Linked DNA regions of Mus musculus: all the other regions are linked to region 5. The links are chromatin contacts, called in public ChIA-PET, HiChIP or PLAC-seq and promoter capture Hi-C maps. All regions are on one chromosome and are shown on one strand. The core of a region is the stretch at or near the end of the contact, and the rest is flanking DNA. Distances in the headings are between cores, read along the strand shown. Region 1 has its middle 48 kb from the start of Gm40607. Region 2 has its middle 19 kb from the start of Tnfaip3. Region 3 overlaps Gm20139 (predicted gene, 20139). Region 4 has its middle 23 kb from the start of Olig3. Region 5 holds the start of Pex7 (peroxisomal biogenesis factor 7). Region 6 overlaps Gm20139 (predicted gene, 20139). Region 7 holds the start of Olig3 (oligodendrocyte transcription factor 3).

Region 1 (3,653 bases), core at 1,010-3,509, 620 kb after region 5:
TTTGATAATGAACTTTGTGATGTGCTGTCTGGAATTTTTTGAAAAGACTAAGTTTTAGTGTTTATGTAGAGTGAAGAAGTACAGAACTTATTACAATGAGAATTTTCAACATTACTTTCACTGAAACACTGTAAGCATATTAAATGTAATTTAGTTAGTAAGAAAATAAGTACCAACATACTCAAATAGATATCCAATCATTGTCAAAACTGGATACATGTAAAATATAGAGATAAAAGAAAGCAAGGTTGAGGGGGAGAGATGGAGAGAGACAGACTGTGAGATCAGAGAACCAGAGGTTTTTGGTAGGATCAGAGAGCATTTCTCAAGTGCCCACAGTGACAAACAATAACCATCCCAGATGTTTGTGAAAAGATGATTTAGTCACAGTGGAAGAGAGGCCTCCCCCAGTGTCTCTTTCTTGGTACCCTGAAGTCCTTTTGGAGAGACTGCAGCATCTCCTTTAGTGGAAGCCACCACTTATTTAGAGTCCAGACAAATTACTTTTGGCCAAGCCATATGGCTTTCTCAAGAACCTAACTTGAAATGTGAATTTGAATGGGGTTGCAAAGACTTTTGGGTATCCTATTCATGAGTGTGTCTATAGACTCAAGGGTCTTGGAGTCAGTTCTACTAGGTCTCAATTTTTTTTTTCTATTTGAAAGGACAGTAAGGCTATATTATTAAGAAATGGAGAGAGAAGTAATTGCTTAAGGTGTACAGTCAAAACAAAACTCCATGTAATCATTGATCAGAGTTCAATGTTCAGTGTATGAAGAGAATCCGGTCTATCCCGTGTTATGCAAACATGTAACACCCCAATACTGTCTGTGGGAAAATGCATTTACTCCTCTAACTGAAAGGCTGGCCGCTGATGAAAACAGCAAACACTTGCTAAGTGGCAAGCAGGATTGAAGTTAAAGAGACAAAACATCTCCAAAGTTAACTGAAGTCTTAATCATTTCAGACATCTTTTTCTGTCCTAAGTCTCTTAATCAGTTCTTATCCATGTTTTCAAGACTGATCAGAGCTTTGAACTTTTAAAATGATGCCCATTTTCCCCTAATTTAAGTGTTCTCAACACTCTCCTTGCTCCTTGGGTGTAACAGGATCATTAGAAGCAGTTGCTAAGTCCTTAATTCCATGGAACTATTACTTCCTGTTAGTGTATTTTTGGAAACAGCTGTTAGGCAGCTAATTGTCTAGAAAGCTGATAGCTATTTTAAAGGGAATATTTAAACACCAGATTTTCTTTTTAACTAATAAATATAATGTAACTTTATAATATTCGGTTAAAATTTGTACAAAGTTGTCAAATAGCATACCTTTAGAATCAATTCTTCTACTATGGTGTTTCACAATAACAACTCCCAAAATGCATTTTATAGTTTTAATGTAGGCAGAACTGTCTCTTTACATAATGGTACGAATAGGTTAAAATGACCCTAATCATCTTTCTCCAGGGAAACAGCCTAGAGGCTTGCACTGGGTGCTTCTCTGTGTAGTATGGCATGTCCCAGCCACCACTAATTTTCAGCTAAGTTCTACTCTTCCCTAAAGTGGAAGTTGGGAAAACATGCATTTTGCAAGGGACTCAGGCCCACTCCTGAATATCACCATATTCAGATTTTTAAAAAATGCAAAAAGCAAAACAAAAAACCCAACATAGAACAACCTCTCTGGCTTGTTGACTTACTTTTACCCCATCACTTAGTTCCACAATAAACCATCGTTTAATTGATAGTTTCATATCTACTTTGGAAGTTAATAAAAACCACTTCCTATTTTCTTGTGTGAGAGGGTGGGTTAGACACTGTCTCTGTGTGATGCAATGAAGAAGAGGAGTGCAGGTGACACAGAACAGACTCCGCAGAGACAGAAAAAGAGGGAAAGCTTCTTAACTCACAAACAGCGCGGGTAGGATAGCTGAAGGTGGAGAAATAGAACATAACAATGAAACAAAGAGACCAAACGCAGCAGCTCCAGCCAAACTCTCCCCAGCACTGGAAAGGAAAATAGAAGGCTTACTCAAAAGGCAAGCCAGGCCTGCGGGTGGTGAGAGCTGGTCATGTACACAGGACCAGCACACAGCTCTAACAAGCCTCTAACCCAGTTGTGAGTTTGGTAAGACAATGAAGTCAGCACCTGTGGATAAATAAAAAAAAAGAAAAAGAAAAAAAAAGTATTTTAATAGGAGCCTAAGAAAGAAGGGGCAAGGTGGAACAAGGAACACTTAGTCAATCTGACGCTGCCTCAGGGGACAGAAGCCGCAAGTAGGAAGTGGAGAAACTGAGAATGCCAGATGCTGATGTGCTGTCATAGTCAGGGTTTCTATTCCTGCACAAACAGCATGACCAAGAAGCAAGATGGGGAGGAAAGGGTTTATTCGGCTTACACTTCCATACTGCTGTTCATCACCAAGGAAGTCAGGACTGGAACTCAAGCAGGTGAGGAAGCAGGAGCTGATGCAGAGGCCATGGAGGGATGTTCCTTACTGGCTTGCTTCTCCTGGCTTGCTCAGCCTACTCTCTTATAGAACCAAGACTACCAGCCCAGAGATGGTCCCACCCACAAGGGGCCTTTCCCCCTTGCTCACTAATTGAGAAAATGCCTTACAGTTGGATCTCATGGAGGCATCTCTCCAACTGAAGCTCCTTTCTCTGTGATAACTCCAGCTGTGTCAAGTTGACACAAAACTAGCCAGTACAATTGACCCCTTGTCAACTTGACACACAAATACATCACTAGTAAGCCTCAACCCTTAGTTCTTATTCATCCCCAAGATCTTAAATAACTTTAAAAGTACCACAGTCTTTACTTATTAAAAGCTCAATGCTTTTAGAATATCCATTATCTTTTAAAATCCAAAGTCTTTTTACAATTAAAAGTCTCTCAACTGCAGGCTCCACTCAAATACTTCCTTCAAGAGGGAAAAACATCAGGGCACAGTCACAATCAAAAGTGAAATCAAACTCAAACTGTCCAATGTCTGGGATCCACTCACGATCTTCTGGACTCCTCCAAGGGCTTGGGTCACTTCTCCAGCCCTGTCCTTTGTAGCACACACCTTGTCTTCTAGGCTCCAGCTGCCTGTACTCCACTGCTTCTGCTGTTCTTGGTGGTCATCTCATGATACTTGAATCTCCTAACCACTGCATGACCCCTTCAGTCCTGGGCCATCAATTGCAACTGAGGCTGCACCTTCACCAATGGCCTTCCATGGCCTCTCACAGTGCCGAGCCTGAGCTGCTCTGCATGACCCCTTCATGCCTTCAAAACCAGTACCACCTGGGTGACTCTTACACATTACCAAGTCCTGCTGCAGCATGAGGTACGACTTTGGCTAACTCTGGAACACAGCCTCTTTGTGCTTTCAGAAAACACTTCCCAGAAGATGTCACCTCAATGATGCTGGTCTCTTCTTAATCACCGCTAATTTCTTAGCTCCAGCTAACCAGCATCAATAGTCCCAGTAATGCAAAGGTTTCACTTTAGTAGTTCTGGTATCTTGTTAATCACAGCTGATTCTTCAGCCCCAGCTAACCAGAACCACAGAATCTTCACAATCAAACTAGCAATGGCCCTGAAAAAAGTCTTTAATTTTCCCTCTGAAATTTCACAAGCCAGGCCTCCATTTTCTGCACTGTTCTCAA
Region 2 (3,549 bases), core at 734-3,233, 910 kb after region 5:
GTTCCTAAAGTAATCCTGACCATTGCCCAGATTTTAGAACCATGACTTTGAGAAAATTATCCTAAAAATACTTTTAGCTTATGAGAACTTATAAAAATTCAATGAACTCCCATGTAGCAACATTTTGTTAAACTAGTTTCTTATGCTTCAAACTATTGGATGGACTGCTTGAAGGCAGACTCCAGTTATATGACTTCACAACCACAGGCATTTTGGTGTCCATCTCAGATTCATAAAAATGTGCTCCTATATAACCACCTTTCCATCTCTAGCTTAATCACTTTACAGTTCCTTGTGATACAATCCGTAGGAGGTCTGGGTATAATGGGTTGGGTTTTGTTTGGGTTTTTTGTTTGTTTGTTTGTTTGTTTGTTTGTTTTTGAGAAATGTATTCTAAGAACTGTGTCACTGATTGGTCTCATCATTGTGTGACTGTCAGAGTGTTCACACAGAAACAAAAGTGGCTGTCACATTAACATGTGATATAATTTTATGGTACCACCATCCTGGGTCATTAATCAAGATATTCCATTATGAGATGTATTGCTAGATTTTAATTTTCAAATTATCCACTACACAAAACAAAGCCTTAGTACTTCTGATTATTTTTCCTAATGCTTTTTTATTCTCTAATATTCCGTTTTACTTTTACATACTATCAATTTGTTAGAACTAGCGAGATGCTTGAGGTTTGAGTTGGCTCTGACTTTGTTTTGTGTTATGTTTTTGAGACAGGGTCTTGCTTATGTAGCACTAGGAAATTGGTATAACAAAGTTGGCCTTGAACTCATGGCTGTTTTCCTGACCCTGTCTTCCAAGTGCTATGATTATAGTATGTGCCACCAGGCCTAGCCTGTGACAGTTATTCTACAGAATACCCCTCGTTCTGGATCTGGACACTTGATTTCTTGTGGCACAGTTAATTTGAGCCTTCTCTTCTATACTTGCTATTTGTGGCTCAGTGATGGTAGTTGGTATCCTGTTGCAACCCATCCTATCTGTGCAGTGTGACTATTTACCCAGGAGATCATAAACTCTCAAAGGACTCTCTCCTCCATTCTTTCTCCTATTTCTCACCCAGCATGATAAATTACAATTCTTCAGTCAGCATGATGAACACTAACATCTGACCATAACTCACAAGGATTTCTAAAGTAGGAAGTGACATACTTAACCTCTGACTCAGAGGATGGCATCCAGACAGGGGCACAGAGAGGGTTTAGAAGGGCACCAAGGACTTGGTTAGAGGAGGGCTTCCATCTGAAGTGGGTGAACCTCTGGGGATTGTTTGGGTCACCATTTCATGTTATAGGTAAATTTATTTTTATTTTAAAGTGGGGACCCCTGACCTTATCAAAGCTGTAAAGAAAATATTTCCCCAAAAGGCGTCAGCCCCAAAACTTGGGTAGAAAGAGGTATTGTTTCTTTAGTTCCCAGAAGTTCACTCCTACTGCGGCTGAATGCCATCTTTACACGACACAGGGTAACATGCTGCCCAAATGGGGCTCACAATATTCAATGTCTGACTTTTTCCATGCTTGAGGGGGTACGACCCTCTCCTAGTCACTTCTATATTTCCCTCTACTCCCACATTCAACACTTGTGGAACGGATCTCAAACCCTTCCCTGCCCTCTGTCCTGGACTTTAGCCTGAGCTTGAGTGTTTTTCTGTCTTCTTACTTTCTTTTTCCTCTTTGTCAGCCCTCCCTTACTTATTATAACTTTACCTGCTCATAGTTTCCTTAAGCTAAGACTACTAAATGCTGGCCTCACGCATAGGCCTAAAGCTCAGGGGTATACACACTAAGTGGTGTAAGAAGAAAAATGAGACATCTTTACATTTACATTTTGATCTTAAACGCGTGAGATAAATTATATTGGGTTTGTGATTGATATGCAAGCTGGCAGTGCTACTCTCTGTTCCTCAGCATCAACAGTGGGTCACTGTCATGTGAGCAGTCACTGTCATGTGAGTAACTGTGAGTGGCTCTACTCAGGCAAGCCACTCTGTTCCTTCACGCGGGTACAGAGTTTCACCTAAAAGCCCCGTTGTTGTACACGTGCTTAAAGTTGGAAACCAGATTTGTTTTTCCTGGTCTTGAGGGTTGGGCCTCCCATATGTTAGGCCAATGTTTTACTACCTGGAAACCAGTTTTTTTCTTTTTTCAGTTTCCTTAAATATTAACCAAGCAGAGGCTGAGGAGACGGCTTGACAGTTGAGAGTCCTTGCAAACTCAGTTTTAGTTCCCAGCACCCATATTGGTGACTCTTGACTGCCTGAAGTTCAGCTCCAGGGCCCTATTCTGGCCTCCAGTGACACTTGAAAACACACACACACACACACACACACTGAACTAAACCTTTAAAAAAATATTACCCAAACAAATTGTTTCCAGCTTTGAACCCCTCTGATGGAGAAAATCAAGGTTCCTTTACATTTTCTAGACTAGTTGACGTCATAGAAGACAGGAACTCCAAACATCCCAGGAAGAGCCTGATGTTTTCTAACAGAAACCTTTGTCTTCCTGGACCTGTTACCTGCAGTTACTCAGCCTTGAGCAACTTGTCTCACGCCTCTGCACTTCTGATTTCTTGTCTAATAAATATTTTAGAGAACATATTAGGGAGGCAGAAAAAAGGTTCCGTGGGTGAAGGCACTTCTCTCACAAACCTGGTGACCTGAGGTAGATCCTCTGTAACCACCTAAAGGAAAAAGGAGAGAACTGATTGTACTGTGTGTCCTCTGACCTCCATACAACTGTAAGTACACACACACACACATACACACAACACACTTTTTATGATTAATTTTACTATCGACTTGCTACAAATTAGAATCACCTCAGTGAGAATCTTCAACTGAAGAATTATCCTGATTGGTTGCCTTAATTGATGTTGGATGCTCCCCCCTCCCCACTCCCACTTGGGTGGCACCTGGGAGCAATCCCGGTAAAAGGGTGTGGCAGAAGGAAGATGTCTGGCCTTTGGCCCCCTTGGCCTTCCATCTTAATTTACTCTGTTGCTGATGCTGTTCATGCCCTCACTGATACCAGAACCAGTATCTCCAGACTTCCAGCCTAGACTAAGGACCAAGGGCCTTCCAGGAACTTTCCAGATTTTCAATCAATTATCATCAAATGTAAAAGTATTTAAAACTTGGTATGTCATGGGATTCATTCTAACAAATGCTAAAGCTTTCCCAAACTACTAACTTTAACTCACGAGTTTAGTTAATAATAAGAAGAGAATAGCTTTAATATATAAATCTCTCAGGTGTGCCCTGCCACTGTATACAACAAACTTTACTTGCTTCCATGAGAACTAGTGAGTCCAAACCCTGGGTGCATGTTAGATTCACTGGATTGTGAAAGGAAAATATCTGAAGTCTACAAGTGCCATCCCAAGCCAAGGATGAGAATGCCCATGTTGGCACTGTGCAAAGTCCTCTGAACTTGGCATGGTGGCATACACATCCGTAACTGCATTACACAAGAGACTGAGGTAGGAAGTTATGAGTTCCAGGCAAGTCTGTGTGTGTATGAGGCAGGG
Region 3 (3,262 bases), core at 180-2,679, 720 kb after region 5:
TGCAAGCCAACAGTGTCCCTAGCTTGACTGAATTTAGGTCTCCTATGGATCTCCTACCTTGCCTATTTGCCTATTTTCTATCTAAAAGGGCCAGCTGGAGTAACTCTTGTAAGAGCTGTGCAAAATTACAGGGTTCCTTGGTTTAAGACAGTAGTGACTCCTTGCACTTAAGACTAAAACCCAAAGTTATAGTATAGCTTAGTAGATTTGCTTGCCCAGCGTGCGTGCATGAAGCCCTGGGTGTAAGTCTTACTGCTGGAGGAGGAAGGGCAAGACAGCTTCCTCAAGAGGAGTTGCCCAACCTGTCCCTCTGTACTACCATGAACACTGTCTCAGACTACCATTCCAGACACAGCCTGGGTCCTTTGCACAAACTCCCTCTGACCCCCACATCTAGTATATTCCTATTCATGCCTACAAGATTAACTCTTCCACACACTTGGAGTCTCTGTTCAGATGCAGTTTTCCTAAGGCACACCTTGATCACCCCCCCCCCCCAAAAAAATGGTGACCTGCCCCTCCACACACCTTCCTTCCCTGCATGCTTCCACCTAACTACTTATTACCAGTTCCTACTGTTGTGGCTTTAGGGCTAAAGATTTTAATTTCATTGCTCATTTATGTATCTGAGCATCCAACAAGAAGAGTCTGTCTATCTATCTATCTATACACACACAAACACACACACACACACACACACACACACACACACACACACAAACACACAGAACCACAGAACCATGGCCATTCATTTCCCTTGAAATAAATCTCACAAGTATACATAGTTGCCTAATTAGTTAAATTGTATTTGCCACTAAGTGATTATTTTTTCCAGTGTAAACCCTTTAAACATAGAATTCTGTTAACTTTATTTAGGCATCAATTTCCTTTTGTGAATGAACTGAGCCTCTTTGATAATGGAAGTGGTGGGAATGCAATGTCCTTTTTCACTCAAAGACAAACCATCCAGACACTGGAGAACGTAGAAGCATCAGGCATCAAACACCCAGGAGCTGTTTTGTTTGGTGTAAAAGCTCCCCTCTGCACACGCTCTCAGAAAGCCCATGAAGCAATCAGAGATCTGAAGGATAAGAACAGAGTGTTCTTTGAAATCTCTCAGACGTGCAGACAGGCTCTTCTTCCCTCAAACCATCCTGAAGGGGAAGTGTGTCGGCTTGGACAGTCAGGAGCCGGTGTGGGAATTCCCCCCGTCCCTTTGGTCTCCCGTATTGAGGAGCTTCTTCCGGGTTAAAGATAGGTCATTGCCAGCCACAGTGTCTTTAACTAGATCTAGGCTGCTTGGGAAGGAGAACTTTAGAGAGCAGGTGAAATGAATCTTAGTTCTCCCCCACTCCCAAGATAGTTTTAAAACAAGTGGCATTAAAAGCTTAAACCCTGCAGTTTTACAGAATTACCAATAGATGGCAGCACACGACTCTGCTTCACCAATGAGTGACGTCACTCTTCCTTTTCACGACCACTGACAACACTCAGCTTCCTCAGCTGTTTGACGCGGGCAATTGAATCTTGGGTGGTTGTTTTGTTTTGTTTTCTCTCCACCTTTCTCTAGAATAAGCTTCTTATTGACCTCAAACCACAGTCAACAAATCAACCGTGCAACTGCGACCTGGAAGGAACGCCAGGGGAACTCAAAACAAAGTAAAACAAGCCACCTGGGCACTTTGCAGGGACATCAAAACTTCAGCAAGCTGATCGCTGGTAAACCACGCTGGAGGCCAGTGCTGTGCAGAGGGGCATGTTGAAAAGAGAAAAGAGCTAACGTTTTTGTGACTTACTTTATCAGGATTCCCAGTCTAAACCTGGAAAGGTTTAACTGGGACACCCTGGAGTGGAGGCTTCTGACCTGCCCTCGGAATTTCTCTCCAGTTCCAGGACTCCACTGCGAGTAGAAAAGTTTCAGTAGATAAGACTCCAATAGAGCAAAACTGTCTCCTCTATCCACGACACTGTATTTTAAAACAAAAAGCTCTGGCCAAGCTAGACATGGTATCATACACTTGAAATCCTGGCACTCAGGAGACTGAGGCAGGAGGATCGTGAATACTCAGTAAGGCCCTAACTCAAGATACTAAACCGAGAGAGAGAGAGAGAGAGAGAGAGAGAGAGAATATGACAAGAGATCCCAACTGATGAATAGATAAGGAGTCTTCATAATAAGGAGAAAAAAAAAAAAACCCAACCAATGAAACAAACAAACAAGCAAAACAAAACAAATAAAAACAACTGCTTTGGTGTTTTAAGATCCAGGCTGGCCTTGAAATCTCAGCACTATTTCCGTCTTAGTCTCCCAAGTGGTAGAATTACAGGAGGTGTGAGCCTCCATGAGTGACACCAGATATTTCTTAAGAGAAACCAAAACTTCTTAAACCTGGCTATTTGAGCTTCATAAACCACAGAGCACATGAAACGGAGCACAGTTTTGCTTGAGAACTCAACTCTGTAGGCCGTAGCAAGCATCATGGGATGGGGAGGGACTAGATCAGAGTACATCACAGTACACAGAGTCCTGACGGTAACATCTGCTGTGGGTTACGGTCAAAACAACTTGCTTAGCTCTGCCGTGGACGGCCTGTCTGCTTTTTGCTTCTACGTTATCTGTAGTTCAACATCAACAAGACCATAACCACCTAAAAGTGTCATTTAATGAGTAGACTGTGTAAAAGATCTGAATGGCATGAAGCAGAAACTGAGTAAAGGGTCCCATCAAAGACTGGAGAACAATGCGGGGAGGGGAACCAGACTTACTCATCTTTATAGTAACTCTCACATACCCAACAATACCCACAATCCTCAGCCCCCAAGGGCTAAAGCATGTTTATGGTGTCCTATGTCTTAAATTTTAGCTTAGAAGAATCTACTATCTGGTTAAACAAATAGATCTAGGGTTAAAATGTAAATGTCTTAAGGGACCCAGGAAGATAAAATAGAGAGAACAGCTGTCCAGGAACAGCCTCAGGTTACCATGAAGATTTTATAAGGAATATACTGTGATTTTATAAGCAGTGGACTGTGAGAGGTAGCCTGGTCCTCCCTTGAGCTAAAGGATTGGAAGCCCCAGAGACCTGAAGGGATGGTAGGAGCTTTGCCTGCTTGGGGCACCAGGCCCCTGTCACATAGACACAGCCCTCTCCCATAGATCTGTGGCCATCAGTCACATGAGGGCAAAGCCCCAAGCCCTTCCAGATTTTGATGAGACATCCACAACATTTCAGACCAACACAAGAGGAAAAGAGATCTCCAT
Region 4 (3,255 bases), core at 540-3,039, 570 kb after region 5:
GGATGTACGAAGAAAAATTCTGTGGGCTGCACACTGTTAATAATGTACGATGCTGGCAACATGACCCCTCAGCAAACAGTGAACTGCAATCAGCTCATTGCTACCGATACCAAGTTGCTTTAAGGAAGAAAAAGATGACACTTAGGGAAGGAACCAGAATTAAAGGCCAATGGACATCAGTTCTTCACATTTACACTTTGTATACGGACGGAGGAAGATGGGCCCACAAAGATAAAGACGTCCTACTCTGTTGCTACCCTGTTAGAATAGAGAACATTGATCCCCATGTAAAAAACTGAGAATTTTTTTTCCTTACCAACAAACTGGTGTGGTTTAACACTCCTGGTTAGTGTTATCCCGGGTTCCTCTCAGAAATACCAATAAGCATTTTACTTTAGGACTTTAGATTTGCTGTTATTTGGACATGATTCACACTTACTTATGAGTGGCTCTTTTTGGCTTTGCCACACTGAAGCTATAGCTCTGATACCATGGGATCTGAAAAAGCAAGTATTGAAACTTACTAGACTATGTATCAACTGCTTAGATGACCACTCGTCAACCCAGATCACTGCTAAATGACACAAAACTAACGCTGACCATCAGCACAGCCATCTTCTCAACTTTGTATCATCTTACCGGTTGCATAGGACACAATGTGTTTCATTGTGATGTTTTCATATACATGAATTGTGCTTTGCTTTGAAGCCACATTTTCTTTATGCATTCATCTGTTGATGGGCATCTAGGATGATTCTATATAGTACCTACAATAAATAGTGTTGCATTAGACATGGATATGCAGCCACCTCTGTGAGAATGTCAACTTAGATTCTGCTGGATGTAGACTCAGGGAAGGCAGATGTACAAGCATTGCCATCTTGATTTTGCACAAGGATTTTCCAACCCCACCATTGTGTATAGCGCTTTGCAAAATACATTATCCAGCAAGGTAGACACTCAAAGTGCTTGATATGAGGTTTTATGACTTAAAAGGATGATGGTGCTAGGCGTAAAACCATTAGTGGGTAAAGTAGGATGGCAAAGCCCCCTCTTCTTGTTCTTGGACTTTGCAAAGTGGGTCTGCAATCACTTTTGACATCATTGACCATCTGAAGACAGAGCAAAGAGTCTGATTTCCCCTGCTTTCTAGATGAATTGCAGAATTCATGTTCAGCTGCATTTAGTTAGCACCAAGGACCCCAGGATCTATAAACTTAGTTATCTAAATAAGGTGAGAAGCCAATGGCTATAAGGTTTATTTAATGGTGAGGTTGCTTAATTATTCATGTTGAATGAAGGCTGAGCTGTTCAGATTTTCTCATAGCAGCACCCCTCCCCACTTGCCCTTTCTCTGTGCCCCTATTTTCCTGCCTTAGAAAGATGAGGGGAATGTGACACTTCCTTAGAAAGATAAGGGGAATGTGACACTTCTGGGATCCCCCTCAATACCTTTGCACTAGAAAATTATTCTGAGATATCCTGGTAAGATTTCAGCTCTGGCAGGGTCAGATAGTATGGCCAACACCTGCCATAGTTGGATGACCTTGAGGGGCTTAGCCTCACAGTGGAAGAGGATCCAGCAGGTGATAATCCTCTTTACAAACACAACCTCTTCTGACTGCATTGGAGGTAAGGGAAAGTGTGTGTGTGTGTGTGTGTGTGTGTGTGTGTGTGTGTGTGTGTGTGTGTGTATGTTTAAACTTTCCTTCTTGTCTTTATTTGTGTGCCACAGATGGCAGCCTCTCTGGCTTGTTATGAGCACAGGAAGTGGGTAAAGTGTGGTGAATTGCGAGAATGCCTCATGATTCAAATATGTCTCAAGGCCAATTCTCCTGAGATCATTTGGCAAGGCCAATTATCTATGAGTTTGGAAGAGCCTGAAATCTGAGATTTTTAAGTGTCCCCACACCCCAAAATTATTTTTCAAAACAACAAGGGACAGTTTCTCTTCACCAAGTACATAAGATTGTCGACTATTTTCTCATAGTTTTATAATTAACACATAAGACGAAAAACAATCACAGTTATTCTGAAATGAAATGAATGAATCTAGTAGCCAGTAGAGTAACTTATTTCAAAGCAGACTAGTAAATTGTGATCACACTTTCAACTGACAGAAAAAGAGAAAAAAGATATTTTATCCCTAAAGTAATTTCTTTTATGTTTTATGTACTAGTATAGTTTATTTTGAGTGTTTTCCCCCTCCTTCCCTTTCTCCCTCACTCCCTTCTTTCTTATTCCTTTATCCCTTCCTTTCTTTTTTCTCCCTTCTTCTTTTTCTCCCTCCCTCTTTCCCTGCCTCCCACCCTCCCTTCCTTCCTTCATCCCCTACCTTTTTTTTTTCTCTCTCTACCCCCATCCTTTCCTCCCTTCATTTCTTCTTGGGTCTCATGTATCCCAAACTTACCTTGAACTCTTGATCTCCACTCCCCAAGTGCTGACTTTACAGCTGTGCATCACCAGGCAGGGCTACTTATGATGCAATTCAGGCTTTCATACAGTAGAATTTTGGTAGCAACTCATTGACTGTCCACTAGGCACAAACAGTTCCAAAGAGCGAGTCTTGTGGAACTGGCCTTGTGGAAGTTCTCTGTGGAATGAAGAGGTTTTTGTAGTGAGCTTTTAGGTAGATTTTTAATGTAGCCATATTGCTACCACAGTAATTTGTGCAGTGCCAAAACACACTGTATTTATAATAATAGGAACTATATTTTATCAGTTCAGCTTCAGATGAAGAAACTGTGACCTTGGGAAACCTAAACAAGTTAATTGGTTCAGGAATTTTAAAACAACTGCCCACACTGGCACAAATAAAAGTTATACTAAACTTGTATTCCATAGTCAGTGGAACATTGACCCTCAAAAGCTTTGGCAAGCCCTATGAAAAAATATACAAGGCCTTGGGGTGTACGTCAGCGGGACAGCACTTGCCTATCATGATCAAATCCCTCAGGCTTGACCCCTAGCCATCAAAAAAAAAAAAAAACCTGAATGAGAGGATAGGTAAGTGATTCAGAGCAAATAGCAACAATCTTCTGTTCTTCTAGAATACTCATTTTCCCCATTTGTTATCCTTCAATGTCCTTCCTCCTTTCCCTTTGGACCCCTTCTTCCTACTTAGCTCCCCAGTGGCCAGACAAGTAGAAAAAAAAAAATGATACCATGCCCTTCATCAGCTGTTAACATCCATTACCTCCCCAGGAAGTGATGGAGACTTCTGGGTGCCTCCTTTTTCCATGATGAGAGTTGGAG
Region 5 (3,445 bases), core at 719-3,218:
GACAGGGTTTCTCTCTGTAGCCCTGGTTGTCCCCAGGACAGCCACTCTGTAGACTAGGCTGGCTTCAAACTCAGAGATCTACCTGCCTCTGTCTCCGAAATTCTGGGTTTAAAGGCATTCATTTACCATGCCTGGCTTGAGCAGTATTTTTTTAAGAGACATTTATTTTATGTGATGTGAACATATGTGAGTACACTGTCCCTGTGTTCAGACACACCAGAAGAGTGCATCAGTCCTCATTACAGATGGTTGTGAGCCACCATGTGGTTGCTGGGAATTGAACTCAGGGCCTCTGGAAGAACAGTCATTGCTCTTACCCACTGAGCCATCTCTCCAGCCCCAAGTAATAAATGAGTCTACAGTCCCCATCTTGTGGATCTCTCTCCCTTCCATAGCTTCTCCACTGCCAGCTTTCCATGTGGCTGTTTGCCCCAAATCTGCCTTTATCTGTCTTCTCTCATTCCATTCTCTTGCTAAATAAAAATAATTTCCGTGGTTTAAATATTATCTACATGCAAGTAAGAAGGCTTGGCTGGACTCCATTGTGCTGTATTCAAGTACTGCACACAGTACACAGTCAACATGCAGAACTGGAGTTTATTAATGCTCCATTGTCCTTATTTCAATAAACAATTCCTGTGTCTAGATAAGTACTATACTAAGAGTTGGAAACCATTTAAGCTTTTTGTCTTCATTTGACCCTTAAGCGTACCCTCTCCACACCTTTCCATAATTCTCAACAAAACACTATTACCCAACTATAGCATCTTCTGCTTGAGTTGTTGCTAAAGTCTCTAACTGTACTCCATTGCCAATCTCTAGCCTCCAGTTACTGTTGCTTGGGAATGATAACTCACTAAATGATCCATATCTGAAAACTTGCACAGATCTCTATTATTTAAGCTGCAGCACAGTTCCTTGGGCATGGGGTACAATACAAGAGTTCATGTTGGAGCATTTGATTTTCTCTCACCAGGTGGAATCTACCCAAAGTGCTCTTTCTCTATCAGGCTAGACTGAGTCCTGGCAGCTACCATCCCTTGCGGTTTTAGGTTTCCTGGGTTCTTCACCCTTCTCCTGATCCCACAATGGCTTCCAACTTTTTAGTTAGAGAAAGTCATTTGTATGAATTCACCCTAGATTATCTCCTTTCTAAAATGTTCCCTGACACCCTACCCTAAAAACATCTGTGTATATTCATCACAGCATCAATAGCATTTTGATTACACTTGACAGCTTTCAAGTCTTGTAATCTCTTGAGCTCAACCACGTATCCCAGTGGGTCTTTTGAATGCAAAAGTCTAGCACCAAGCTTGGTACATGACTTGGTCTGTGCAGGTTGACTGGTTTAATGATTAACAAGTCTCTTTCACTCTTCAGTGTTTGGTTTGGCAAACTGCACATTCATCTACCACATTGCATATGCTTGGCAAACATTTGAATGAAGAAATTAATGAGCCCAAGTCTTCCTTAATTACTGGAATATATCTGCATAGTGCAACTAACTACATAAAACCTATAGACCGCAAATTGCACATGATAATAGTCCTATCCTTTAACTTCATTGTTGTCTGGATTCAAATTACCTTGGGCAACCTAGTACTCCATTCGTTGCCCTTGGACTCACTAACTGCTTTCCGAGTTTGTTGTGGCTTTTATTTCGTAACCATCAGGAAAATGTCAGAATAGCAAAGTTTTAAAGTTCAAGCAATTAATAAAAACACAAGGTTTTTATTTAAAAAAAAAACATGGAGGTTGCAATTAAACGTGAACAACTGTCTGAAGTGACTCCTAGCGAGTATCTTCTCTTTTAGGTCTAGAATAATCTCTGAAAGACCAGTTGATTTTAGTTAGAGCAAATCATTGGATTTTTGCCCAAAAGAAAAATGGTCCTCGCGGCGTCAGTTCCCTTTTCTATGTAGCCCAATCAAAATCTAGGATTCCGGGCGTCGGCGTCGTCACTTCCGCCCGGCCTTCCTGGACTTTCAGTGAGCCGCAGTGGGGCACTTCTACCTCGAGACTGTTTCCGCGCTCGGGCCGGGAGGCCGAGTGACGGCGGGCGAGCGGAATGAGCGCGGCGCGGACGCTGCGGGTGCCCGGCCGCCACGGCTATGCGGCCGAGTTCTCTCCGTACCTGCCGGGCCGCCTGGCCTGTGCCGCGGCGCAGCACTACGGCATCGCGGGTGAGCGCGGGCCGCGCCTCCGGGGCGGGCGTAGGACGCGCCGCTGAGCGCGCGGTGCCGCCGCCACCGCCAGGGGGCGACAGAGCTCGGCCCTCCCTCCTAGGTCCCCCTTTCTGCGGAGTTGGCATTGGAGCCCAGGGGAAGTCTACAGCTAGTCCTTTCCCTTCTGTAAGAAGGATGCACTTGTCAGTACTTGCAAGGTGGAGTCAACAGAGCCACCAGTTCAAAGCCATCCTCAACAGAGACTTAGGGAGACGCTGGCCCTTTCTTGAAAAAGAAAAAAAAAAAAACTAGAAAATTCTGTGCTCGCTTTTAGTTGTTCTAGGGGAAGTGGATAAATGTGCAGAGATGTCTAAGTGCTCAAGCCATTTATTTTAACTTATACCCCATCTGCTGTTTATGCACAGGAGCAGTGTATGGCAAACCATTGCATAATGTCAGTGATCTGTAATACTTGTTTACTGCAGGAAAAAAATACGATTTCTGAAAAGTAGTGGTAAATAAACTTGTTTCCGTATAGTTTGTCCATTAGTGCTTAGTGCTTTCACGGTTGGGTTCACAGTTCTTGGCCATCAAACTTTAGACTTTTATAAAGGTTTCTTACAAGAAATTGGTATAATTAGGAATTGTTTTCTAGAGATTTTTTGTGTGTGTGTCTGAGTTTTTTGCTTGTATGTATGTCTGTGAACCATGCCTGGTGCCAGCTAAGGTCAGAAGAGAAGATTCAAAGAGGGTGTTGGATCCATTACTGATGGTTGTCAGCTGCCAAGTGGGTACTGGGATTAGAAGCTGGCTCTGCACATGGAAGGGGTCGGGTCTCTGACCTGACAGTTGACTTTTTTTTTTCTTCTTCATCAGTTACGTTTAAGTGGAAGATCTTTAACACTTTACCCACCTCACTGATCACAAAAACTCAAAGCGAAATTCTGTGAAGACTCTAGTTTGAACAGTTGAATGTGCATGTGAGCATAGTAATTAGTCATCTTACCTTGTAAAGTTCAAGTGCAGATTCCCTTTGAACAGATGTTAATGGAGTGTGAGATGGGGGAGAGAAAGAGACATTAGTCTTTCAGCAAAAATTATTGATTGTTGGCACATAACTGAAGTTAATGTTGTTTTCAACACCTGACCAACGAGTATATGGTATTTCCACATATACTGTCTTAAAATGCTGTGATTGGTGTGTTCTGCGTGTATCAGCAGGGGAGAACCACAGTCTTGGGGGTTTGTAAGCACAAGCCTTCCTTGTCTTCTGTTATTAG
Region 6 (3,309 bases), core at 742-3,241, 700 kb after region 5:
AGCTTGCAGCAAACACATTATCATAGTTCCATCTAGCCTTTTCAGTGAACATTACAAACAAGCCTTTCGCTCTTGATCATCATAGTGGCTAGAGGAAAAGGGCTTCACTATTTGTAATCTACACAGGTCACTGATACTATCTCCATAGCTGATAGTTTCTTCTGGGATGTTGCTGCTGTCACTGCCTTCATGAAGCAGATTTTTAAATAGCTGTTATCATTTTGCTCCTGTTCTTGGAGGGTCACAGCTGAAGTAGACCATGACACGCCCACCTGATGAGCAATGCAAACCACTGATTTTTACTTTCAGTTTTGTTTTCAGTTCACTCCATGGGTCTCTTACTGGCAATGTTAGCAGCCAGTTTCTGTGTCATGATGAAGAAACTAATGTGAGACCAAATTAGACACATGTGAAAATAATGTCCTCAAGCTATGTGGTGACACCACAAACCCGAAGCTGCTGCCTGCCACTGTCATGAGTGTGGTCTGTCTCTGACAGAAATGACATTATGTGATGTACAGTTGTTCTCAGTACTCCATTTCATAAATATGTGCAAGTGCTGTGAATAAAGCTATAGTATAATTCATCTAAAACCTTTATGGATGTTGTGGCACTTCCAAATATTGTGAACTTGTCTATTAATACGTATTGACAATTTAGGTGGCACAGAAAAGGTCGGTGTGCTGAAGTAAATGGGAGTCTCTGAAGGGAACTGAAGAGAGGAGAAATGCTCTGACCCACTGGCTCAAGCTATGGAGGCTTGCTTCCTGGCTGATGGTCTCTAGAGGTGACACCTGAATCTTGAAAATACTTCATGAGGTCTGGGTTTGAGATTCCAGAAGTGTGTCCCGGAAATACGTCATGAAGACTAGGTTCTGAAAGACTGTTCTCTTCGTTGCTTCTAGCCCCATTCCCTTTGCTTCTTGTCCCACAGTGGTGTGAGGACCCTCTGTTACTCATTCCCACCACACTGTTCTACACTGTCTCTGAAGGACTGAAACCATATGAAGGGAGTCAAAATACAAATTTCCTCCCTTGTTGCTTTTCTCAAGAATTTTTTTTTCACAACAAGGAAAGAGCAACTTATGAAGACAGAGGAAAACATTGCTGCTGTTTTGTTTTGTTTTGTTTTTCAGAAAACAAGCACCTGTGTTTGATATCCCTTAGATGGTGTCTGTTGAGAATTAGTGAGTGTTACTGTTAAAAAAGAGGAGTCTATCTTGCAGCCTGACTGGAACCTGAGCTGACCCATCCCTGAGTGTCAGCCTTCTTAATTACATGCTTGAAATAAAAAGTTAATACCACTGAGGTAGATAATTCTAAACTAACTTTAGAAACATTCTATGTTTAATAGCTGGTTACATTTACTAGAAACAACACACAATTAATAATGTAATTACAGGTCACCTCACTAAAGCAATATATTTTATGAGGAAGTCTTTTCGGTTTGTTAGAGTAAATTGTATGCGTTAAGCAAATTTCAAAGAATTAATATATCAGGATTATATATTATAAGCAATAAAATTATGTTTTAAAATATCAGGTGAAAAGAGTCAATGGATTTCATATATACAGATAAAAACCAGCTTAAAAATACTTTTAAAAACTTTCATTTACAATGGAATTAAGAGATTAAATACTTGAGAATAAAAATAAGAAAACAAGGGGATGGAGAGAGAGCTCAACAGTGACAGCATGGGCTGTTCTTTCAGAGGCCCTAAGTGTCTTCCTGGCCCCCACGCTGACGGGCTCAGCTGTCTGTACCCCAGTTCCAAGGGATCTAGTGACTTAAGTCTGAAGATTTAGTGAAATTCCAATAAAACAAGTCCCTGCTCACTTCAAATGCTTCAACTCGATAAATGAACACTATTGTTCGCATGGAAAACTACACATGCTAGGAAAACACTGAGAAAGAAGAGACGTGAGGTGGAGTGTGGTGGAGATCGCAGCCCAGCCCTGACCTTCAACCACAGCACAGCCTTTGTCTTGAACACAAAGCGTCATCAGCACATGAACAGAAGGAATGCAAAGCTCACGGATAGAACGTCTAGAGCGTGGTGGGGGGTGGGGTGGGGCGGGGCGTGTTTATCCTGAGTCTTTTAGGTACAGATGGAGCTTGTTCTCTGATTAAGAAACAGTTTCCTTTATTTTCATCTTTTAATAAATGATACTTAATCTTATCAAACTGTAGTAAGTGGCATTATTTCTTTTTGGTGCAAGATTTTTGATGAAAGACTTTAATGTGGGTTTTTTGATTTTTTATGTGTGTGTGGGGGGGTGGAAATAATTTTAATTTATTTTTACTATTAAGCAGGTATTCATTATAGAAAATGATAGGTTTTATTATAACAAATTATCCAATAAACACAGTGGTACAATTAGAAAAATATTTGGAATAAAGATAAAACTATGTCCACTTGTCAGAGTTACAAAGATAAACTCCAAATGGAATAAGAATTCTATCAACTTGACAAATTCCAGAAGAACTCAGAGTGAGATCTTCTAAAAGCTGATTGTTGACTGAAGGCTCTCAACTTCAATTTAAAATTCAAATGCGGCCAGGCAGTGGTGGTGCTTGCCTTTCATCCCAGTACTTGGGAGGTAGAGGCAGGCGGATCTCAGAGTTTGAGGCCAGCCTGGTCTACAGAGTGAGTTCCAGGACAGCCAGGGCTATACAGAGAAACCCTGTCTTGAAAAAAACAAAACAAAACAGAAAAAAAAAATTCAAATGCAAAAGAGCAAACACAATAAATCTAATTACAAAAACTAATGCTAAAATCATAAAAGTTAAATAACAAACTAAGGGAAATGATTTAAGGTACATATTACAGACAAAAAAGAAAGACTAAAATTATTTTTTTAAATAGCGTAAGACACAATTCATTCCCCTAAAGAGATGTAAATTACCATGTCCTTAAACTAAGATAAAGATGCACAATTTCACCCATAAAATTGAAACTATATAAAGAAGCCACTTCTCGATCCTCAGATTGGGAAGTATTCAAAAGCTTGATAACAATCTTGGTGAGTCTGTAGAGACACGTGCCCACTCACACTTGGTGAGACTGTAGAGACACGTGCCCACTCACACTTGGTGAGACTGTAGAGACACGTGCCCACTCACACTTGGTGAGACTGTAGAGACACGTGTCCACTCACACTTGGTGAGACTGTAGAGACACGTGCCCACTCACACTTGGTGAGACTGTAGAGACACGTGCCCACTCACACTTGGTGAGACTGTAGAGACACGTGCCCACTCACACTTGGTGAGACTGTAGAGACACGTGCCCACTCACACTGCGGGAA
Region 7 (3,752 bases), core at 544-3,043, 550 kb after region 5:
TTGTAGTGGGCCCCTTGGAACAGCCCTAACGTTGGAATGAGATTTGAGGGACAGAGACAGACATGGGCTTGGGGGAAGAATCACATGTTCATTGAGTGTGAATCTCTGTGCTCTGGCCCCCTTTTCATTTTATACAACCACAGACAGATATATGGAGTACTTTGGAGAGCTCACTAATAAATCCTTGTTACAAGGAAAATGGCGCTATAGCCCGCACAACATGTTTAGACAAGATTCATTTAGAAGCGTGCATGCATTTTCTTGACCTATGTTTGCGTGGAAAGGAAAACCCACATAAGAGGTTCATGCCCTGGGCTGAGAATCAAAACTTGGATTCTGAAACAAGCTCTCTCTCTCTCTCTCTCTCTCTCTCTCTCTCTCTCTCTCCATTGTCTCTGAAAAATCTATAAGGGCAGAGACAATCATAAGTGTATCTAGCTCGATGAAATATTTACATTTGCTTTGCACAAAAGGGATAGCCATCTTTCCTCCAAGATAAGAACACAGCCAGAAAGAGCCAACTCCAAAGTTCCTTTGCAAGTTTTAAACTCCACTGATCCCATCGTTAAACAACAAATGCAGTTTTGACAAGAGCATACCACAGTGAGAAATACTGGCGTGGCATGAGGGAAAGAAGCATGCATGCAAAACAGGACTTCGGGTTCCAGTCCCCTTCGCTAACACCTAGGTATTCCAGTTTGGTTTTGGCACGCCCCGCTGGGGTGGGTCAACTGGAATCTGGATCTGTAGGGCGCTGGCGAGGCCTGGGGCCGCGCGCCCACCCTCCCGCAGGCCGAGCAGTCTCCCTTTCCCTCCTGGCCCGGCACTGCGACCCCTGCCTCAGCTCTCCCTTCCTCCTCCCGGCCGGGCCAGCCCGTGGCTCACTTGAGCAAGTCCTTGGATTCAGCCGAAAGCCGGGCCATGTTGGCGGTGGAGAGAGCGGACAGGTGCGGCGGTGGTGGCATCTGGCAGATGGTGCAGGGACAGGGCAGCCCCGCCCAGTGCTGGAAGCCGCTGCCCAATTGTAGCGCGGGCGGCGTGGAGGGCGCCTTGAGCAGTGAGTGGGGAGGACGGATGGTGCCAATGGTCGGCAGGGAGGTCGCGGACAGAGGGGACGAGGCATTGCCAGAGGAGAGCGCGCCGCCCAGGATAGGGTGCACCGGGTGCACAGCGTTGGCTGCGTGTGCCGGGTGGCCGGCCGAATGCCCCACAGTCCCACAGTGGAAGGCCGAGTGGTGTCCCCCGTAGATCTCTCCAACCAACCTCTTCATCTCCTCCAGGGAGCTGGTGAGCATGAGGATGTAGTTTCTGGCCAGAAGCAGAGTGGCGATCTTGGAGAGCTTGCGCACCGAGGGCCCGTGAGCGTAGGGCATGACCTCGCGCAGACCATCCATGGCGAGGTTCAGGTCGTGCATCCTCTTGCGTTCGCGTCCGTTGATCTTCAGCCGCAACTGCTGAAGATCCTGCTCCGACAGCTGCTTCTTGATTTTGTACTTGCTGCTTTCTCCTGCAGCCTTGGCGCCTGCCCTCGAGAGGCTTTCCCCTGGCATCTTCTGGACCATATCGCCCTGTGTGGAGGAGACCGAGTTCAGACGACTCTCCTGATGGTGGTGGTGGTGGCGGTGGTGGTGGTCTCTTAGGTACATCTCATCCATGTCCGGAGATGACGCTCTGCTGGAGACAGAGCTCGAATCAGAATTCATTTTATTACAAGAGATGCGGCCTTATGGTTGAGGAGCCTTTAGGCAGGAAATTAAAGAGAATCTTGAATTAAAAAAAAAAAAAAAAAAAAAGCAAGGTCCAGGAACCCACTTCCCCAGTTGTAAAACCAGAGAAGAAAAGTCAAGGCCCTGCCTTGCCCCGCCTCTCTCTCTCTCCTGGCTTGCTTCGCTATCTCTGGTTTAGCTGTTTCCTGCACTGCACATTGGTGTGTGCCTGAACTAACCTCTTGCAGTAAAAGAGGGGCTTTTATAGCGCTGCAGTGGAGAAAAGAGACAAAAGGAGCCCTCCTATCTATCCTGGGCTGGTTAAGATGACGTGCCATCATCATTCAGGGCGGTGCGCTTTGCTGTCCCAGTTAGCAAGGATTCCTATTCATATTCATTGTGGGGCCGCCCTGGGACACCTCTGCTTGGAACCACAAGGAGCCCCCAGGCACAAAACCCTTTGATTGACACACTCACCGCGGATGCACTGGACTTCTTGTTTTTGTTGTTGTTTTGTTCTTTAAAAACTTTCTTCTGTGCCACTCCCCTCATTCTATTTCTTTTAACCAAATCTTACACTTAAAATGAAGGGAAGGAACAGAAGTTGCCTGGAAGATCAGCCTACGACGTTACTTTGGACTTAGAAGATATGGGTTGTTCTCTATCTAGTTTACAGAAATGTGGGCAAAACAAGGTCTCAATAGAAAGCCGGATACCGGAGCCAAAACGGGGCAGGTTCAACCAGGGAGACTTGGAGACTTTGCTGACTGAAGTTGTTATTCACTGGTACATTTTCTCTAAATTCAGTTAATTTTGTTTATTTGCCCTTTCCGGTAAATTAAAAAAAAAAAAAAAACATGTGCCCATTTGGCAATGCGTTTTTGCCTTTGATGCTACTGTGGAGAAGTCTTCTTTTGCGTTAAAAATAGCGAATTGAAATAATTTTGGTTTTGTACATTTCTTTAACTTCTTAGCTATAGAACTGAGGGAGGAGAGACAAAACCCCCAATGTTATATGAAAATCAATTTAGGAAGAAAATTTGGGGAGAGAAAAGGGTGAAGAAAAATGGGAGAGTTAGGGATTGAAACGAATCTCAAGAGCTCGGTACAGATCTTTGGGGTTCCAGCTTCCCAAATGGGGTAGCTAACTGCCTTCTTCGCCTCAAGTTCCACTGTGTGTTGGGATGGGATGAAGGCAGTCTTTGGCCTCAGGGTGAAAGCTGAGAGCATCCAGAGTTTAGCACCAGACCACCTGGAGCGGCAGCTGAGCAGAGCGGGAGTTCAGGGTAAAATCAAGTGTGTGGTGTGTGTGCGTGTGCATGTGTGTGTGTATGTGTGTGCACAGGACCTGGAGATACCTGTCTGCGGGCTTGTTACAAAGCCGTGGCTCTGAGGATAAACAGACCTGGAGTTTGCTGTGTTCCATAGATGCAAGTTCATAACTGGGCACAGACATCCCTGCTCCCGCCCCCATTCCTTTTCGATGTTTTTGTCAATCAAAAATTGCTCTTTAGCACCAGAGGCAGGAACACAGAAATCCCTAGAAAGAAAGTAGTCTTGGGCAAGGGTGGCCTCTAAAAGCAGCTGGATACCCCATCTCTCCCGGCTTGAAAATTCCATGAACAAAAGCTAAGTTAAGGCAGTGTCTCTATAGAAAAGCAAGAGACTTTTGTACTGTAACCTTAGGCAGACATGGCTTGCCTTACAATCACCGGGAAAACCAGAAAAAGGAGTCTTCATTTCCTACAAACGCAAATGAGACAGTCAGCAGAGGGTACCCCCATACGGGGGAGTTTGTAAACCCTGGAGAGGTCGTGTATACTGACACACAGTCATCAGTGAAACTCTTTCTAGTCCTCTACCAGCAGGATACAGAGACTGGACATTGGAGTGAATGCTTTCTCACTCTGACCTGGTTTAAAAGAAATAACATGGTCAACAGACTCTCATCTAGGACAGGGCTTTAAAGCCCTGGAAGACGGGACTTGAGTCTTCTATTGCTCACACCTCCGTGGAAAGAAAGTTCCTTAAAACGAGACTCCAGGG

What was found. Promoter capture Hi-C pulls out the DNA fragments that hold promoters and counts their contacts. ChIA-PET counts read pairs in DNA pulled down with a chosen protein or histone mark. HiChIP or PLAC-seq counts read pairs in DNA pulled down with a chosen protein or histone mark.
Region 1: a contact with region 5 is called in a promoter capture Hi-C map of pre-B cells, with 4 times the contacts expected there. The contact joins the enhancer-like site here to the promoter of Pex7 in region 5. A contact is called at or near these places in 6 of 39 promoter capture datasets (the C10 cell line, embryonic stem cells, hippocampal neurons and 3 more) and 1 of 9 other capture datasets (liver).
Region 2: a contact with region 5 is called in a promoter capture Hi-C map of the C10 cell line, with 5 times the contacts expected there. The contact joins the enhancer-like site here to the promoter of Pex7 in region 5. A contact is called at or near these places in 4 of 39 promoter capture datasets (the C10 cell line, hippocampal neurons, liver and 1 more) and 1 of 115 datasets of contacts at active chromatin or transcription factors (extraembryonic endoderm stem cells).
Region 3: a promoter capture Hi-C map of pre-B cells shows a contact between it and region 5, with 4 times the contacts expected there. The contact joins the enhancer-like site here to the promoter of Pex7 in region 5. A contact is called at or near these places in 7 of 39 promoter capture datasets (the 3T3-L1 cell line, the C10 cell line, the HPC-7 cell line and 3 more), 1 of 15 datasets of contacts at CTCF or cohesin (the NIH/3T3 cell line), 3 of 484 Hi-C or Micro-C datasets (the HPC-7 cell line, liver and pro-B cells), 5 of 115 datasets of contacts at active chromatin or transcription factors (T-cell acute lymphoblastic leukemia, bone marrow-derived macrophages, double positive thymocytes and 2 more) and 2 of 9 other capture datasets (adipose tissue and liver).
Region 4: a contact with region 5 is called in an RNA polymerase II ChIA-PET map of memory CD8 T cells, with 6 read pairs. The contact joins the enhancer-like site here to the promoter of Pex7 in region 5. A contact is called at or near these places in 1 of 39 promoter capture datasets (liver), 1 of 115 datasets of contacts at active chromatin or transcription factors (memory CD8 T cells) and 2 of 9 other capture datasets (adipose tissue and macrophages).
Region 6: a contact with region 5 is called in an H3K27ac HiChIP or PLAC-seq map of embryonic stem cells, with 2.9 times the contacts expected there. The contact joins the enhancer-like site here to the promoter of Pex7 in region 5. A contact is called at or near these places in 6 of 39 promoter capture datasets (the 3T3-L1 cell line, embryonic stem cells, frontonasal cranial neural crest and 2 more), 1 of 15 datasets of contacts at CTCF or cohesin (the NIH/3T3 cell line), 2 of 484 Hi-C or Micro-C datasets (the HPC-7 cell line and liver), 5 of 115 datasets of contacts at active chromatin or transcription factors (bone marrow-derived macrophages, embryonic stem cells and thymic regulatory T cells) and 2 of 9 other capture datasets (adipose tissue and macrophages).
Region 7: a contact with region 5 is called in a promoter capture Hi-C map of embryonic stem cells, with 3 times the contacts expected there. The contact joins the promoter of Olig3 here to the promoter of Pex7 in region 5. A contact is called at or near these places in 9 of 39 promoter capture datasets (the 3T3-L1 cell line, the C10 cell line, HPC-7-derived erythroid cells and 5 more), 2 of 484 Hi-C or Micro-C datasets (the HPC-7 cell line and cortical neurons), 1 of 115 datasets of contacts at active chromatin or transcription factors (forebrain) and 1 of 9 other capture datasets (adipose tissue).

The regions. Positions count from the first base shown.
Region 1 is chr10:19,289,842-19,293,494 of GRCm38.p6, reverse strand. No RefSeq gene overlaps it. Among named protein-coding and RNA genes, the nearest start is that of Gm40607, 48 kb to the right of the region's middle. Within about 2 kb of position 2,259, at least 14 of the 459 cell types and tissues checked have an H3K27ac peak or open chromatin away from gene starts, as enhancers often do. A contact at or near this core is called in pre-B cells, where this site is marked.
Region 2 is chr10:18,994,160-18,997,708 of GRCm38.p6, reverse strand. No RefSeq gene overlaps it. Among named protein-coding and RNA genes, the nearest start is that of Tnfaip3, 19 kb to the left of the region's middle. Within about 2 kb of position 1,983, at least 45 of the 459 cell types and tissues checked have an H3K27ac peak or open chromatin away from gene starts, as enhancers often do.
Region 3 is chr10:19,184,323-19,187,584 of GRCm38.p6, reverse strand. All of the region lies in intron 2 of Gm20139 (predicted gene, 20139), which reads right to left. Among named protein-coding and RNA genes, the nearest start is that of Gm20139, 44 kb to the right of the region's middle. Within about 2 kb of position 1,429, at least 168 of the 459 cell types and tissues checked have an H3K27ac peak or open chromatin away from gene starts, as enhancers often do. A contact at or near this core is called in the HPC-7 cell line, T-cell acute lymphoblastic leukemia, adipose tissue and 7 more, where this site is marked.
Region 4 is chr10:19,332,120-19,335,374 of GRCm38.p6, reverse strand. No RefSeq gene overlaps it. Among named protein-coding and RNA genes, the nearest start is that of Olig3, 23 kb to the left of the region's middle. Within about 2 kb of position 1,789, at least 17 of the 459 cell types and tissues checked have an H3K27ac peak or open chromatin away from gene starts, as enhancers often do. A contact at or near this core is called in memory CD8 T cells, where this site is marked.
Region 5 is chr10:19,906,197-19,909,641 of GRCm38.p6, reverse strand. It overlaps Pex7 (peroxisomal biogenesis factor 7), which reads left to right and starts at 1,968. Exons shown (of 10, transcript NM_008822.2): 1 at 1,968-2,183. The coding sequence starts at 2,069.
Region 6 is chr10:19,206,958-19,210,266 of GRCm38.p6, reverse strand. Gm20139 (predicted gene, 20139) reads right to left here. Exons shown (of 4, transcript NR_038021.1): 4 at 2,320-3,309. Among named protein-coding and RNA genes, the nearest start is that of Gm40607, 35 kb to the left of the region's middle. Within about 2 kb of position 1,991, at least 55 of the 459 cell types and tissues checked have an H3K27ac peak or open chromatin away from gene starts, as enhancers often do. A contact at or near this core is called in embryonic stem cells and stem cell-derived epiblast-like cells, where this site is marked.
Region 7 is chr10:19,354,580-19,358,331 of GRCm38.p6, reverse strand. Olig3 (oligodendrocyte transcription factor 3) reads right to left here and starts at 1,793. Exons shown (of 1, transcript NM_053008.3): 1 at 1-1,793. The coding sequence starts at 1,703. The coding sequence ends at 882.